Linked DNA regions of Sus scrofa: region 1 is linked to region 2. A link is a contact called in public HiChIP or PLAC-seq data. All regions are on one chromosome and are shown on one strand. Each heading gives the region's core, a stretch centred on a gene start, on an enhancer-like site or on the middle of the called end of the contact. The rest is flanking DNA. Distances are from core to core; before and after follow the strand shown. Region 1 holds the start of KSR1 (kinase suppressor of Ras 1). Region 2 overlaps KSR1 (kinase suppressor of Ras 1).

Region 1 (4,776 bases), core at 881-3,380, 190 kb after region 2:
AGATTAACTGTGCTGATGCGCCTTCTGGTACATTCATGAAATTGTCCACTCCTGGGATTCCAATCCCCCATATCACCTTTTCCCCTTGCCCTACCCTTGAACTTAGGTTCTTCAAAAGTCTTTTCTTAGGACGACTTCTTCCCAAGAAGCCCTAGTGCAAAGAGACCCTCACGAATATTCCCCTCCAGAATGACAACTGGTGCAGCTACTACAGAAAACAGTATGAAGATTCCTTAAAAAACTAAAAATAGCGTCACCATATGATCCAGCATCCTACTCCTGGACATATATCCAGATAAAACTATAATTCAAAAAGATTCATGCACCCCTATGTACACAGCAGCATCGTTTACAGCAGCCAAGATATGGAAACAACCTAAATGTCCATCAACAGAGGAAGAGATATGACGATGTGGTGTGTATATACAATGGAATACTACCAGCCATTAAAAAGAATGAAATAATGCTATTTGCAGCAACGTGGATGGACCTCGAGAGTCTCGTACTAAGTCAGAAAAAGACAAATGCCATACGATATCGATTATATTGGAATCTTTTTTTTCCATTGTACCCACAGTATATGGGATTCCTCGGCTAGAGATGGAATCAGAGTCACAGCTGTGACCTATATCACACCTATACCAGATCCTTAACCCATTATGCCACAACCGGAATCCCTACAGAATCTAAAATATGATACACACACAAAAATGACACAAATGAACTTATCCACGAAACAGAAACAGACTCACAGACATAGAGAACAGATTTGTGGTTGCCGAGGGGAAGGAGGGGTAGAGAGGGGGAAATTGGGAAGTTGGGACTAGCAGATGCGAACTATTATATATAGAATGGATAAATGACAACGCCCTACTACACAGCACAGAGAACTACACTGAATATCCTGTGATAAACCATAATGGAAAAGAACGTGAAAAAGAATATATACACATATAACTCGATCACTTTGCTGTACAGCAAAAATGAATACAGCATCGTAAATAAACTATATCTCAATAAAATAAATTACAAAAAAGAAAAAAATCTTCCCCTTTAATCCTTCAGGCCTGCTCTGACAGGCCTAGATCCTAGAGTAAAATCAGCCTAGGCAATAGTAATGGCTAAAATTCACTCATTCATTCATTCATTCAATTCATTCAACAAGTATTTCCTGGGTTCCTAGTTTTCACCAGACAGTTTTCTAGATGTTAGAGATACAGCAGTGCCCAAAGAAAGACAACAGACAGAATCTCTGCCTTCATGGAGCCCAAATTCTGGAAGAGTCTCTAGTGCTTATCAGACGCCAAGCTCTGCTATAAGCATCTTCTGAGTCCGAACTCATTTAATCCTCACAATAACTCTGTACGTTATTATACACCCAGTTTACAGGTGAGGAAATTGAGGCAACAAGATAAGGTACCTTACCTGGTAATAATAATGACCATCATTTCCTGCGTCCTTTCGCCACGTCAGCCGTGGGGGGAAGGGGAGGTATTTTACTGGAATGAGTCTCCCTGCCTCCTGGGAGCCTGGAGGGAAAGCAGAGGAGAGAGGCACCCATCCAGAGGGGCCGGCACTGGGCGCAGAGGGACACCTCCTTGCAAAGCCAGTCAGCTGGGTGCTCAGTCCACGCTGGGGCTGGGTCACCACCCAGTAACTTCAGGCTCCACCTGGGAAGCAAGTGGAGCCCTCAGCTTCTGTAGCTTCCAGGGGGTGACACTGTTTCAGGGCCCAGAAATGATCCGAATCTGGGAAATATTATTGTCTGCAAACCTTGTACTGGAAACATCACGGGGGAGCAGGTTGGCAGCGAGGAGGGAAAAATTAATACCTGCGTGTCTGCAGGGAAAATCACGGGCCTGGGGGGCCCAGAGTGCTGAGTTCCAGTCCCGCGCCTCTCAGGATGGGCTGCTCTGCCTTGTCAAAACACACCCCTCTCCCAGGTCCGGATTTCCCCATCTGTGACCGTTCGGGGTCTGATTTCGGGCAGAGGGTAGGCAAGAGCAAGGTCAGAGGTCTTGTTCTGCTTCCCCTGCTCCTCATCAGCCAGGGAAGGGGGTCCCGGGGGTGGGGGTGGAGGGCGGCCAGGGAAGCGGGCTCCGGCTCTGCTCGCGCGTCCGGGGAAGGCGGGCTCGGCCGCCCCCTGCCGGCCGGGAAGCTCCCAGCGGCCCGAGATCCAGGTCTGCTGAGCTGGGCACTGGATTATGTCACTCGGGAGAAAGGAAATGAGTCATCACCCCCCGGGGGCCTTAGGGCGGCCGGGCCAGTGAGGAGTCGCGGCCACAGGAACCCGGGACAATGGCGGGAAGTGAGAGGAATGTGGGCCTGGCTGCAGCAGCGCGGGCCCCCTCCGTGACCCCTGACCCCAACCCAGCAGAAAGCCTCACACTCCGGGGGGGATAGCTGGGGGCGGGAGGGCAGTTGGAGGCAGCCGGGTGGGGTGGCTGGAGGACGATGGGGTAAAGCCATATGGGGGCGCCCCAACCTGAAGAACCGGCAGGTCATCTTTCCATCGGCCTAGCCCGGCCCCCTAGTGGCTCCCCATTGTCCCTGGAATAGTGCTCAAACTTGACGGAAGATCAGAATAATCCCATGGGCTGGTTAAAACCCAGATCTCCAGGCCCCCCACCAGAGTAGGTCAGGGCTGGGGCAACAGCAGTGCATTTTTAACAAACTCCTAGTAGCTGATGCTGAGGCAGGAGTCCTGGGACCACGACCCAAGCCACTTAGCTGGCCTATTGTTCTGTGTGTCCAGCCTCACCTCTCTCCACTTCCTACCTCCTGCACACATGCTCTAGCAAGACTCAACTACTTGCTCTTTGCTATTTCTTTCTTCTGTGTGTTTACACTGGCTGTTTCCTTTGATGGAAATACCTTCCCCTCATTTCACTGCTGCCCAAACTGGCTGACTTCTACCAACACTTAAAAATCTCCTCCATGATGTACATCAAAGGGCACAAATAACAGAGTGAAGAGGCCGCCCACAGGTCAGGAGAAAATACTTGCAAACTCTACACGATAAGGGGTCGCTATCCAGAATATATAAAGAACTCCTATGAACCAACAACCAAAAAACACGCCACAGGATTTTTAAACGGGCAAAGGATTTGAATAGACATTTCTCCAAAGAAGATCCAGGAATGGCCCATAAGCCCAAGAAAACATACCCGATATCGCTAATCTTTAAAGAAATGCAAATCAAAACCGCAATGAGATACCACTTCACCCATTAGGATAGCTATTATGGAACACCAAGTCATCTGAAGTGTTGAAAAGGATGTGGAGAAACTGGAACACTTGTGCACTGTTGGCGGGGACGCAAAATGGTGTGGCTGCTGTCAAAAACAGTATATGGTGGTTGCTCAAAATGAGGAATATGATCCAGTGATTCTATTTCTGCATATATACCAGAAAGAATTGAAAGCAGATACTTGAAGAGATATTTGTACTCCCATGTTCATAGCAGCTTTATTCACAGCAGCTAAAAGGCAGAAGAAATCCAAGTATCGATTGACTGAAAGGATAACAAAATGTGGAGTATAAATACAATGGAATATTATTTAGACTTAAAAAGGAAGGAAATTCTGCAGTTCCCACTGTGGCGGATCCAGCCTTGCAGCAGCTGTGGCATAGGTCACAGCTGCAGTTTGGATTTGATCCCTGGCCTGGGAACTTTCACATGCTTAGGGTGCTGCCCCCCCCCAAAAAAAAGGAAGGAAATTCTGACACATAATACAACATAGACGAACCTTGAAGACATGAAGCTAAGTGAAATAAGCCAGTCACCAAAGGACAAAAATGATAAGTTTCCACTCATAGGAGGTACCGAGGCAGTCAAATTTTAGAGGCAAAAGAATTGCCAGGGGCAGAGTGGGGAAGGGGAGGTTGGGGAGTTACTGTCTAATGGGTAGTTTCAGTTTTTCAAGTTGAAGCATTCTGGGGACGGATGGTAGTGACAGTTGCACAGCAGGGTGAGTGTACTTAGAGCCACTGAACTGTACACTTAAAAATGGCTATGACGATAAATTTTAGGTCATGTGTATTTCACCATAATTAAAATTGGAATTTAATTAAAATTAAAACAGTCTCCCTGGCAGCCTCTGAGTGCCTGCTTCCCTTCCCCTTCCAGAAAAGATCAGGCCTTCTTATTTGCTCCCAACATACCTAATACCTCCAGGAAAGCACGTGTCACACACTGCAGAGGTTTTGGCATTTATTTTTGTTCACACATTTATTGTTAAATGGACAGTGGGCTCCTTGAGGGTGGAAAACCGCTCAATTCTTTGCCCTCCGCACATAAAAAAGTGAGGTGAAGAGTTCCATCTGTGGTGGGGTGGGTTAAGAATCCGACTGCAGCAACTTGGGTCACTACTAAGGCACAGGTTCAATCCCCAACACAGAACAGTGGGTTAAGGGATCAGGCATTGCAGCAGCTGTAGTGTAGGCCACAGCTGCAGCTCAGATTCAACCCTGGCTGGGGAACTTCCATATGCTGTGGGTATAGTCATAAATTTTAAAAAAAAATGAGGCGAGAATTTAGTAAAGCTTTGACCCACAAATGGATGAGGGATGAAGGTCAAGGATGAGTGGATGTGTAGGTGGGTGGATGTGTAGGTGGATGGACGAATTAACAAACGTGTGGGTAGATGGATAGCTGAGCCCAAAGGGTAAAGCGGCCCACCCCTGCAATCACTCTGGCATTTTGCAATGGAATGGGAGCCTGTCCCGAGGGACCTGGCACTGTGGGGTCGACAGCTCAGACACTTTTCCAAATCT
Region 2 (4,839 bases), core at 1,483-3,982:
GGAGACAGGGAGGAGGGTACAAGATGCCATGACTGAAATGGGCGTCCCTGCCAGGTCAGAAAGAGGCACGGGTGAAGCCACCTCCCAATCCAGGGTTCTCCACGCATGAGAAATCTCCCTGCCTTCAAAGGTATCTGGGGGTGAGGAATGGGGGGGTAAACAACGAGCCAGATTTAGGAAACAGAGAGGATGAGCTGGGAGGCAGAAACAGGCAGAACTCAGCCGCGGCCAGAGCTCGGTCTGTGTGCAGCTGGAGCGCGTCAGAGAAGAATCCACCCAGGGCAGCTGCTGTTCTGCAAGAGACAGGAGGGTGCGGGGCCGCTGCGGCCACTTCCCTCGGGTCTGCCAAGAGCTGTCATCCTGCCCAGAAGCAGGCAGCTCCAGGAAAGAGGACTTGCTCTTTCCCCAACTCCACCCTGCATGTAAGAAGGCCCCTCCTTGATGATCTGCCCATGTCCCAAACCAAAGCAAGCCTTCCCCAGTGACCGGAGAGCACCAAAGGCCTCATCTTTGGTTGAACAGGGACCAGCTGTGTGACTGAGGACAAGTGACTGTACCTCTCTGAACCTTGGTTTTTGTTTTTTGTTTTTGTTTTTGTCTTTTCCAGGGCCACTCCTGTGGCATATGGAGGTTCCCAGGCTAGGGGTCCAATAGGAGCAATAGCCTCAGGCCTATGCCATAGCCGTAGCAACGTGGCATCTGAGCTGTGTCTGTGACCTACACCACAGTTCACGGCAACGCCGGATCCTTAACCCACTGAGCAAGGCCAGGGATCGAACCCGCAACCTCATGGTTCCCAGTTGGAATCGTTAACCACTGAGCCACAACAGGAACTCCCTCTGAAGCTTGTTTACATTAAATATGTACCATGGCCTTAAACGGGCAGCTTAAAGAGACAAGAGAGAAAGTTCTGGGGGGAGTTTCCTGGTGGTGCAGGGGGTTAAGGATCCAGTGTTGCCACTGCTGTGGCTGGGGTCACTGCTATGGTGCAGGTTCAATCCCTGGCTCTGGAATTTCTGCATGCCCTGGGTGCGGCCAAAAAGGAGGGGAAAAAAAAAAAAAGAGTGCCTGAATCTGGAACACAATCTCTCCTTCCTCCCCATAATTTCACAAAGTCTCCAGAGTGGCCCCCAGATCCTCTAGCCAGAGGTCAGTCCCATGTTATTGTATTTTGAGACTTAAAATATCAGAGATGACTACAAAAGGAAGTAGCTTCGAAGTTCCCAGAAGAAGGGTGGGGGAAAGTCAAATAAGCCAGCAGAGAGGCGGCTTCCGGCTCCATAGCGCCAAAAGCTTGGAGTGACTTTTCTCTTCTGCCCTGGAATCTTCCAGATGGTTCCTTCAGCCTGACTCAGCCTAGCATATCCCCTCTCAGGAGCCAGACAGACTCCTCCAGGGCCCTGGGGGAGAGAAAATTGTTTGGGGGAGGAGGGAAGAGGTGGGGAAAGGGCTTGGCAGGTTTGGGAGCATCACGAAATAGCTTTGACACTGCGGCTCCCCCCAGCTTCTCTGCACTGAGGCCTGGCTGCAAGTGCCATATTCCGGTTTGAGGGCTGAATGCATTAGTTGAATGCATTAGTTTAGCCACACAGGAATGTCACGTGGGAATCTGGGTATTCCTAAGTTATGGAGATATTTGTCTTTTCCTTTCTAGAGAGACACACAAAAGGGATGGAACGGGGATGGAGAGAAAAAGAAAAGAAGGCAAGACTGAAGGCAGGAAAGGGACCAAAACCTGGTAGGAGCTGGTAAGAGAACCACGAACTACAAGAAGAACCAAGAAAGAGGAAGCCCTAGCCAGCATCAATCTAGTTTTTCTCTGGGCCTGTCTGTTGCTAAATAAAGGAACAAATGAGATGGAAGCAAAAAAAAAAAAAAAAAAAAGCTGCTGCTTGAGCTAAGCCTGAGGGCCTGATCTCATGAAGCTCGGATTTGGAAAATTTAAGGCAGAACCTCTGCCCCAAACCTTAATCAATTCTAACTGACTCTCATCAAGCACCAGGCCAAGGCCTAGTGCTCCCTCTGGATTATTCTATTTTACTTTTGCACCAGTCCAACGAGGGAGGTGACGCCAGCACCCCCATCTTGCAGGGGAGGAAGCCAAGGTTCAGAGAGGCTAACCAACTTGCCCAAAGTCACCCAGCTGGCATGACCAAGATTCAAACTCAGGCCATCTATTGCGTTTCTCCAGGGTGTCCAGCACCCATCGGATGAGACACGGACAGAGGGAAGGAGGTGGGGTTCCCCCCCCTTGAGGTCCCTCTCGTTGCCACCACCCTGACACAGGCACTCAAATCAGGGGACGGCCGGGAGCTGTGGGACCAGCCAGCCACCCCTTTACCTTGATGATCTCCTGGGCGATCTGTCTGGTCTTGTTGATGTCCAGCGACGTCTTGGGGTCCCTCACAAACGAGTGCAACGTCCGTCCCTTGCAGAAGCTGTGAGGAGGGGCGCGTCAGCCAGAGGGCAGGGGCCCGTGCAGCCCGCTCCAGCCCCTGTGGAGCCTGGTAGGGGCAGGGGCAGGGCCGTGCCCACCTCCTCGGGAGCGCTCTCCACCCCCTGGACTGTGGGCGCCAGAACACTCGTTCTCCACCAGCCTGGCACCTGTTCCTGCTGGGGCCTGGCCATGACAGGCAAGGACACGTGTTCCCCGAGGCCCAGGGCTACCCGCCCCAGAACAGAAAGCTCAGTTCACCAATCCTCCTGGCAATTCAGAGCAGCCCCCCCTCGGGGTGGGGGCTGCTGAGGCAGGACCACGCCCACTCAGACTCAGGTGAGGAAGAACCTGGCCTCTGCAGGCGATACCCAGGCAGCCCTGGGCCCCGGGACTCACCGTATTGATTCTCGTGCTCCTGTGGTTTTCTGATCACAAGGATTTTATTACAGTACAGAGTGTGCAGGGGGGAGGGGCTGGCCGTCTGGGGCATCAGAGCAATTATGAGGTTAGGGGCTCATGTTCTGGGGTTTCCACCTGCACTGACTCCTCAAACCCAGGGTGAGGAAGCACCTAGAAAGAATATGCTGCCTCGGAGTTCCTGTCGTGGCTCAGGGGAAACGAATCTGACTAGGAACCATGAGGTTGTGGGTTCAATCCCTGGTCTCGCTCCGTGGGTTAAGGATCCAGTGTTGCTGTGAGCTATGGTGTAGGTCACAGACGCGGCTCAGATCTGGTGTTGCTGTGGCTGTGGTGCAGGCCAGTGGCTACAACTCCAATTTGACCCCTAGCCTGGGATCCTCCATATGCCATGGGTGCGGTCCTATAAGGACAAAAGACAAAAAAAAAAAAAAAAAAAAAAAAAAAAAATGCTGCCTCATTCCTGTTCCGGGGAGAAACCGACTTAAACCACCTGAGGAAAGGGCTAGTTTTTAGGGACCGTCTCCAAGGAGATAAGATTCTTGGACCCTCAGGGTCTGGAATATTGGCTGGTGGTTCCTTATCTGGGTTCCAGTCGCCTCAGCATATTTGAAAACATGTGAACTTTCAGTTAATATGCTTTGATTCTCGTGTCATACGTATTCCCTTTCTGTAGACTCAGGTCTCTCCTGGGACTGAGTGGATGAGAGGGAGATGGAGAGACCGAGGGTGGACAAGGCTGAGGCTGGGCCCTGGGGTGCTGAGCTGTGTCACCACAGCAAGACTCCTGCTTTGGGCTGGAATTTTGTCCCCTTGGTGTGGTGGATGGCCTGGTGACCTCATGCTGGTGGGTGGTGGCTTATGCCTCTGATAGACAAGCAAGATAGAAAGTATTATTGTTTTTTTTTTTTTTTTAGGGCTGCACCCGTGGCACATGGAAGTTCCCAGGCTAGGGATTGAATCAGAGCTGTAGCTACTGGCCTACACCACAGCCACAGCCACGCCAGATCCAAGCCACGTCTACAACCTACACCACAGCTCGCGGCAACAACAGATCCTTAACCCTCTAAGCGAGGTCAGGGATGGAACCTGCATCCTCATGAATTCTAGTCAGGTGGTTCTTAACCAGCTGTGCCACAATAGGAACCCCCTGGAAATTATTTTTTACCTAGTAAATAAATATCGTTTGAGGCGAAAACGCTTCTTTCAAAGCACGGGGTCCAGCTATAAGGGATATCATCAGAATATTAATGAGGGTTCTCTTGGCTGACGGGATTAAAGCGACTTTTAGGTTTTTTTCTTGACTCCTCCACATCTATTCCAAAAATTCTTCACTAACCTCGTAATGCTTTACCTGACCTTAGGAGGGAATACCCGACAACAACGGTCTCAATGCCACGGGCAAAAGGTTTCAGTTTGTCACCTTCCTGGTGCTCAGGGAGAACGGACGCTCATTCACTGGGGGTGGGAGAGGAAAGGGGCGAGCACTCTCCGGACTAGAAACGGACAAGGAACCTCCGGACAGGACACACACACACTCCGATGTAGCCCCCCAAACGCAGTCTCCAAAGTCCACCAAGATACGGAAACAGATGTTCAATGATGACAAAGTGTCCGGCACCAAATAATCTAAGGGAGGACCAGTGATCGGAACCCAGAGAGAATCAGGGCCCGGCTGCGGGACTTCACTCAATTCCATGCCACTTTCAGTGACACCACATTGGTAACTTGAAATCTACCGCAGTGATGGACAGATGCCACGAACAAGGGCTTCCTCCCCTCCACCCGAGAGCTGCTTGTTAAGCTTTTCCAGCACATCGGGGGGTTCAACTGCATGATGGGAACACTACGCAGTTACTTTGGGGGGTGCTGGGTACAGCGTACTTGATTGATGGTACATGAGAAGGCAGGGCTCCCTAAGCTCCTCCCCTTCTTCAGGGGCTCTGGGCTGGAAACTGGAGGTCAGGAGATTCTCCGAGTGTCAG

Evidence for each region. HiChIP or PLAC-seq counts read pairs in DNA pulled down with a chosen protein or histone mark.
Region 1: an H3K27ac HiChIP or PLAC-seq map of skeletal muscle shows a contact between it and region 2, with 6 times the contacts expected there. The contact joins the promoter of KSR1 here to the enhancer-like site in region 2. A contact is called at or near these places in 1 of 5 promoter capture datasets (liver), 26 of 47 Hi-C or Micro-C datasets (blood, brain, embryonic fibroblasts and 12 more) and 2 of 2 datasets of contacts at active chromatin or transcription factors (alveolar macrophages and skeletal muscle).

The regions. Positions count from the first base shown.
Region 1 is chr12:43,924,576-43,929,351 of Sscrofa11.1, reverse strand. It overlaps KSR1 (kinase suppressor of Ras 1), which reads right to left and starts at 2,130. Exons shown (of 19, transcript XM_021067472.1): 1 at 1,426-2,130.
Region 2 is chr12:44,117,089-44,121,927 of Sscrofa11.1, reverse strand. KSR1 (kinase suppressor of Ras 1) reads right to left here. Exons shown (of 19, transcript XM_021067472.1): 14 at 2,342-2,438. Among named protein-coding and RNA genes, the nearest start is that of LGALS9, 36 kb to the left of the region's middle. Within about 2 kb of position 2,732, at least 24 of the 83 cell types and tissues checked have an H3K27ac peak or open chromatin away from gene starts, as enhancers often do. A contact at or near this core is called in fetal skeletal muscle, liver, omental adipose tissue and 3 more, where this site is marked.